Linked DNA regions of Mus musculus: region 1 is linked to region 2. A link is a contact called in public HiChIP or PLAC-seq data. All regions are on one chromosome and are shown on one strand. The core of a region is the stretch at or near the end of the contact, and the rest is flanking DNA. Distances in the headings are between cores, read along the strand shown.

Region 1 (3,529 bases), core at 308-2,807, 630 kb after region 2:
TGTAATTAATTTTATTTTGATTTTGTATGAACATTTTTGCTTGCTTGGTTATTTTATTTCATTTTATTTTATTTAGACAGGGTTTCTCTATGCAGCCATAGCTGTCCTGGAACTCATTCTGTAGACCATTGCTGGACTTGAACTTAGAGACCCAGCTGCCTCTGCCTCCTGAGTGTGGGGGTTAAAGGCGTGCGCCACCCCTGACTGCACACATTATTTTTTTAAATCTTCATTGTAACTCTATATGTGTATACACATATTCTCTGCATACATTACTTAAACTCTTTGTTTAGATGTCTTTTTTTAGCTTTCTTACTTTTATTCCTTAAAAAAAAAAACCCAAGGATATAATGAGGCATAATTATGTAAATACCGCATATTTATCTGTGCAGTGCTTTTAGATGCATGGTGGTCTCCGTGTATGCCTGACTCTCTCCAGGAAGCCAGGCCTCCAAGTTAGAGTTCCCATTTTACAGATGAGACAATGAGGCCCTGGACAGTTCAGTGAGATGAAAAGCAGAGTAGGAAGAACCTGTCAACTACTGTGCATCGTGGGTTAGCTTAGGAATACACGTGCTTGGTATATAAAGTGTAGCAAGGGCCCTGAACCCATGGGGATGCCAAACCTGGCATTCAGAGAGTGCACCAAGAATTGGGTCCTTTAGGAATTCCCGCCAACGCTTAGAGGAGGTGTGGGGGTGGTGGCGGTGGGGAGGAGTGTCTCTAGTGTGACTTTTTCACTGTGCAGTAAAGTCTCTCTCAATTTAACTTCTTCCTCTCCCATTTCATGTGAGTGTCTCTGTGTGTATCTGTTTCTGTGAAGAGCATGAGCCGGAGGGTGCCTATGTGTGCTTATATGTGTGTCTAATAAGCCCAGAGATCGAGTCCGGTGTCTTCTACCACACGCTCTCTCAATGGCCCGGGGCTCATCCAGCAGACTAGGCTGCCTGACCATTGATCTTGGGGTCTTGCACATCGCTGCCCCCGCCCCGTGATGGTATTACAAAGTGTGTCATCAGACCTGGCTTTTTATGTGGGTTCCAGAGCTCAAGTCCCCATTCTTGCTCAGCAAGCATTTTACCCAGGGAGTCATGTCCCCAGCCCAGCTGAGCTTCTCTATATAAACTCTGAACTCAGGCCCGAAAGCACACTCTCTTCCTCATTCACTATCGTCACTTTTTTTTTTTTTAATTTTTAAAATCATCACCCTTTTGTAAACTGAAACATGGAAACCAAAAACCAAAACGACAGCAACGCTTGAGCCTCTGAAGCCTGGCGGTGGTTTGACGGGGCTGTTCGGGAACCTCTGCTTGTGTGTTCCTGTGCCCCCTCTCCCAAAATGTGCCGCAATCAGAAGGCTCAAAGCTCCTCGCTGACTCCCCTACAGCTCTCAGAGTTAAAGCCCTTGCAACGACCTCTGAACTCCAGCCAGATCCGCGGTGTCTGCACCACTTGCCTCTGATAGTTCTGCTCCAAACAGGGTCTCTCTGGCTCAGCCCTAATACCTCTTTGGTCCTAGGCCTTCAGATAGGTTCTGCAAGGTGCAGTTTCCATGGCTTTCCCCCGGAGGCGCATGCGCACCGCACCTTCCGTTGCATCTTACTAAACCATCCCCTTTCAATACGAGCTTCCTCAAATTCCAGCTGCGTAGTACCAAAGTGCCAGGTTGGGTCTGAGCGGGGATACCCCACAGGGACAGGCATTCTATAGCTGTGCTTACCGCCGGGGCACCAGACTGAGGAGGACGTCAGTCCTTAATGCAAAACTGCCTTTAATTGTTCCTTGCAGATCTGAGCAGAAGGAAGCACGGGTTCTCATCTTTTAGCCTCGGTGACCTCTGACCTCTTATCAGAAGGACGCAGGCCAGGCCACTAGCAAGTTAGGAAGCGCTGTCCCGTGTTATCGCTGAAAGCTACGCATTTTCTTGCGAGACAAACATTATTTGAGGCCACGCAAGTACACACTGCACCTCTGGAGTTAGGCTGTTTTTCAAGGCTGGGGACAGGTCGCTGTTATTTTTGTTGTGTGTTTTTTTTTTTTTTTTTCATGGCTCTTTTTAGTCTTCCACCTGTTTACTGGGTTTGCTGGGCTCAGCCTCCAGAAAACAAGACAGAAAGCACCTCTCTGTGTTGCGTAGATTTAATACGCTCCGGGGGAACCCAGCACTGGTGGGTTAAGGAACAGGAATGTGCTCCCAGTTTAGGAAAGACAGTTCTTCAGCTTGAGTTTGTTTGGATGAAAACAAGACGGGCCCACATTTCTGTGTAAATCTGAAACCAGACAAGTTTCACACAGTTGCACATTTCAAAAAAGAAAAAAAAAAGAAAGAAAAAAAAACCGTTCTGCTCCCGTTTGGTGAGTATTCCGTGTATCGGGGGGAGGGGACCCCCTTAGACTTTCCAATGACAAAACGATTCCTCTTCTCCTCTCCAAAACCCTTTTTTGAGCCGTGTTCTCGGGTGTAGACTGGTTCTCTGGTGTGTATGGGAGTCTGGGATGCTGGAAGATGCTTCTATGAGATGTCAGCTCCGGGGCATGCTGTGGAACTTGCCAGAACAATCCCATTGCCCATAAATACAAAATCCTCTTTCTCACCCAGAGTGCCAGGTGCACCTTCGTCCAGAAAAACCTCAGCCTGGCCTAGGAGAATATTGTGTTCTGAGATTTTTCTGCAAATACACACACACACACACACACACACACACACACACACACACACACTTTCTCTTTCTGTCATTTTCTGTGTTAACCACATTCTTAAAACCTGGAGGCACGCCAATTTTTTTTTCTTGAAAACGGAAAAAAAATTCAAAAGTTTTTTTTTTTTTTGTAATTGAAATTCATGACAAATTACAGACAGTTTTTTTCTTCTTCCTGTCTCTTTTAGAACAACGTGTCCTTAGAAAAGAGCTTTCTTATTGAAATGGAACTTTGTGGAACCCGAGGAATGTGGCTGGGATGGATGGAGCTACCTGTCACTGCTGTGAGCCATGGCTGCCCACGCCCACAGGACCAGTGTTGTGCCTCTCAGAGCAAGACACTGTTGGAGGTCCAGTGGACAGGACCCCCCCACCCCCAATGAAAAGCAGAAACCGTTTGTTTCAGACCTGGGTGTTGGCCAGGTCAGGCTGGTGGGTGTGCCCAAGTGCACCTTGATTTCTGTCCAGGTAGTGCCTCTTCTAATATAGATGCAAGACAAAGGTCAAATAGCCACCCTGCGGTCCGGTACAACTCATAGTGTAATGATTGAGGGTGAGGTTTATCTTATTTAATTTTAATTTATTTTTGTTCAACTGTTTGGATTAAGATTGTCGCTGTAATTGCATTTACTAAAACCCTAGATAATCGTATGCCTCACAAATAGATTTTTTTTTCCCCTTCGAGGTCATACCAAGGCCATAACTTTGACCTTTTCATAAGAACCTGGTGTCTTCCAGCTCCTGGTGAATTCACTGCCACACGGTACAAATTTTAAAAGGTGCCTGCAGCATGTCTCTTTGTCTCCTGGTGTTTTGTGTGGATGTTCACG
Region 2 (3,862 bases), core at 481-2,980:
ATGACATGGTTGGCTTCAACATAACCTCAGATTTCCTGCCTCAGTCTCAGGATTACTAGGAAGGGTTATAGGCATGTGATGTCATACCTAAATAATTTGGGATTTTCACTGTTGCTTTCTTGTTGAAATTTTGTGTGTGTGTTGTGTATATGAGTGCATAGGTACATGGACACAGCTTCTGTAAGAGGTCAGAAAACAGTGTTCAGGGTCCACTTTTTCCTCCTTACCATGGGTACCAGGGATCAAACTCGACGTAAAGAGGCTTGCATAGCGAGCTCCTTTATCCTCTCGAGTTGTTTCATCCACCCCTGACTTAGCAGGGTGGGAATATATTTTAAAAATGGCGAAAGTAGCAATGCGTTTTAAAGTATATTTTTAGCTTCACTATTTTGTTCTGCCAGTTAGCTTAGGGTCTGTGTGCTTTTGTTTTTAAGTGGTAAGGATGACTATTAAAGTATGCTTTCTAGGTCCCAGAATTGATGAAGGAAAATCCAGAGATGTGTTTGTATTTTCCTCTGTGGAGTGAGTCTAAGTTGAAGAAAACTGCTTGCCTGGGCTCAGGTTTCCGTCCCCACTTTGTTGTCCTAGTCCCCTCTCCCACTGGACAGGCGGGCAACGCTGAGACGCACAACAAACAGATGAATATGGTGTCTCAGAACACAGTGAATCCAGTTGCAGAGAAGCACCAGAGTCATAAGCCATCCTGTGGTCCTGTGCTTAGGACTCAACTGAGTACTCCACTCCTTTCCTGTCCTTGTGAGGGAAGTCGGGAGGGGGAAGCGTTAGCGGTAAACCCAGCTTTTACGGTAGGGAGGTCTTAGTTTGGTTGTGTCCTGCATTCACCTGCTGTGGCCAAGGGTCAGCTCCTAATGACATTTGGGACTTTTTAGATATTGTGCTCCATTTTAAGACATAGTAAGGGTAGATTTGTCATTAAATAGTTGGCTGAATGTGACCTGATTTTTACTTATTTATTTGTGTGTGTGTCTTAAAATATTTTACAACCCTCTTAGAAGCATTTCTCTTAATTAATTTATAAGATAGTTATTTTTGATCTAACAGATTTCATGCTGAAAATAAGTAGCTTGAATAATTCAAACACCCCTGTTCTGTGGGGCTCTGACACTCCTGCAGACTTCCACTTCAGCCTTGTGTGTTCCATAGTGCGTGTCACATAGTCATGGGGCAGTTTAGATTTTGAGGGTCTTAGGAAGGGCATTTAGTAGTTTTTTTTCCAAGGCTGCCTGGAATGAAGTGTCAAAGGTGTTTCTGGGCTTCACAGTGAGTCTTGGCCACTTGTGCTCCCCGTTGTCTCTGCACATGATGTGGATATTTGGGGGTTGTCTCAGGTGCTAGGCACAAGCAAGCTGCTCTGTCGTTTCAAGGTAGATGTCCCGGCTTTGTGCTTGTCTTGTAGACGCTGTCTCTCTTGGCACAACACTCTCTTCACAAACTTTCACACTGTGCGGTGCCTGGTGCTATGTGATTTCCAGAAATCTGGCATGAGAGCCAGGCCTTGTTTGCGTTTTCTAACGGCAGTGGAGCTGTTAATAAAGAGATTGATGATAAAGTTGTCGAAAAGAGACAGTTGGGCAGAACTGCTCCCCATGAGTGACAGAGGGCATGCTCTGCCTTCACAGCCAAGAATGCTGCCCCCAGCAGAGAGCCGACCGTGCCTGGACACCGTGCCAAGACTGTTGGAGCTTCGCTGCACGAGTAGGCTCCTGCCTTTCCCTCTCATTTCCTGTATTCTCAGTTCTTGTCCCAGGTTCAGGAGTCATTCAGAACAAACATGTGTACTGTGACCCTCCCTCTGCAAAATAAATGTCAGTTCTCATAAGTCACCCCCATTTAACTTAGCAAAAATTAGGTTTTAATCTGAAAGCACAAAAGCTGTAGCTTTTATTAAAAGCCCTCATCTAGGCTGTGTCCTTCAAGTCCTGATGAGTAAGTGCTGTCTACACAAGGGTGTTGAGTGTCACAGCAGTTACCAGTATGACGTGGCTTCCATGCTGTTGGAAGCTTAGGACTGACATCCTGTCTGCCTGCAAAGAATTTGCCTCTAGAATTTAGGGGCTGAGAGCTTTGTCTTGTCTTGTTTGCCTTGAGTCCAGCACCCACTAGACATTGTCTCAACGTTTATATTACATCAGCCAGGATACTACATACACTATTTTTGACTCTTTTAATATCGACTTTAAGGGTACAGTTGTTTTCTGTTTCCTTTTTGTTTATTTTTTGCATTTTTGAGTCAGGGTTTCATTGTAGCTAGCCTGGACCAGGCTGGCACCTCAGCTCACAGATATCTGTTCTTGCCTCTGTCTTCTAAGTGTTGGAGAGCTTGTGTTGTGTGTGCTACCACACCTGACTTGTCTGTAATTTTGTAAGTTACCCCATGTATATGCTTTGGCTTTGTTGAATGTAACCTTTTACTGGCTCCCTCTTTTTTAAATCATTGTGGCTTTTATATTGTTATATGACTTAAATGGGGGCAGTTTTTGTTTCTCAATGGAAAGTCTTTTTTTTTAATGATTTCACTAGCCAAAACTCCCCTGAGACTCATATGCCTCAAATTTAATTTTTAAGTACAGTAACAAATCCTTTGAGTACTTGCCTGGCATATATGAAGTCACCCTGATTTTGATTTCTAGTCAACTCCCCAGTATGTACCTGTATGTTCACCCCCATGTAACTCCCATGACGTCTGAGAAGTAGGGTCTAGTCAGCTGCCCAGGTCATTGTGCCCATGCAGCGCTACCCTGGCACTGGCGAGCGTCCATACTTTGTAATTGCATCTCTGGGCAGCAGTGGAAGTTTCAAGGTTATCCAGGATTTCACAAGGAAGTTCTGACTCATCTCTAATAGGAGATGTTTCTCAGGCTTGTCACTGGTTGGTTTTTAAGATAGTTTTTCTGTTGCCCCAGCTATCCTGGAATTCTGTAGACCAGGCTAGCCTTGAGCTCACAAAGATCCACCTGCCTCTGAGCCATTCACCACCCTTTTTGTTGTTGGCTTTTTTTTCCTTCTTGAAGACTTCTTGATGTGTAACCCAGGCTGGCCCTTAAAGCTAGAAGTTCCTGTTTCAGCCTTTGGAGTTGGGATTATAGGCAAGTACCACTGTGCACGCCTTGGGTTTACACTCTGCCTAACCTGAAGCGCTCGGACATGCCTAAGAGCTAGCTGCAGTGGTGCATGATTTTCACTTAGTTCCTGGGAAGCAGAGGCAGCAGAACCTGTGAATTTGATGCCAGCTTGGTCTACATAGAGTTCTGGCTTTTGTAGCAGAATTTTGATAGGAAGCCACTCTAAAGCAGGTTTGTGCTGCATTGGCATTTAGGGCTGCTGAAATTGTGAGCCCAGTGCCTCGTGCACGGTTGGTACACTGTCTACCAACCTGCTGTGCAAATTGCTGTCCTAGGGAGATGGCCAAGGAGGATCCCCACCCTGGCGTGTGAGGCATCACAGGGTACCAAGGCCTCTGGAAAGATGCGCATCTCATAGAAGAGATCTGTAGGCGTTGTTGCATGTAAGACCTGAGGTGGCTGTGGCACCGAGGCTGGAGTTCCTGTTTTCATGTGTGAGAACTGACTTGCATAGGGGATTCTTTTATTTGTGGCCGGATTGGGGACATGATAGACAAATGCCAGCAGAGCCACTCTAAGTTAATATGATTCTTTACCAAGTTAAGGTAAGCCAGCCTTGCCTCTGGGATAGATAGAGAGACAGAGCTCCATTTCCAAGCCCCAGTGTGCTCAGGTGTTAATGTTAGCACTTGCTTGGTGTGTGGTCTAAGTTCCCTGTTGCTTTCCAGTGGCGATAGTTAATGTTGCTGTGCGGTAGTGGTGCCTGCCCCTGGTTATCT

Evidence for each region. HiChIP or PLAC-seq counts read pairs in DNA pulled down with a chosen protein or histone mark.
Region 1: an H3K4me3 HiChIP or PLAC-seq map of forebrain shows a contact between it and region 2, with 18 times the contacts expected there. The contact joins two enhancer-like sites. A contact is called at or near these places in 1 of 39 promoter capture datasets (hippocampal neurons), 5 of 484 Hi-C or Micro-C datasets (cerebral cortex, cortical neurons and ventral hippocampal neurons) and 5 of 115 datasets of contacts at active chromatin or transcription factors (astrocytes, embryonic basal ganglia, embryonic forebrain and 2 more).

What each region holds. Positions count from the first base shown.
Region 1 is chr12:106,473,109-106,476,637 of GRCm38.p6, forward strand. Gm51969 (a long non-coding RNA gene) reads left to right here. Exons shown (of 2, transcript XR_003950178.1): 2 at 2,888-3,529. Among named protein-coding and RNA genes, the nearest start is that of Gm32876, 4.4 kb to the right of the region's middle. Within about 2 kb of position 1,558, at least 30 of the 459 cell types and tissues checked have an H3K27ac peak or open chromatin away from gene starts, as enhancers often do. A contact at or near this core is called in forebrain, where this site is marked.
Region 2 is chr12:105,841,826-105,845,687 of GRCm38.p6, forward strand. No RefSeq gene overlaps it. Among named protein-coding and RNA genes, the nearest start is that of Gm19554, 56 kb to the right of the region's middle. Within about 2 kb of position 1,731, at least 26 of the 459 cell types and tissues checked have an H3K27ac peak or open chromatin away from gene starts, as enhancers often do. A contact at or near this core is called in forebrain, where this site is marked.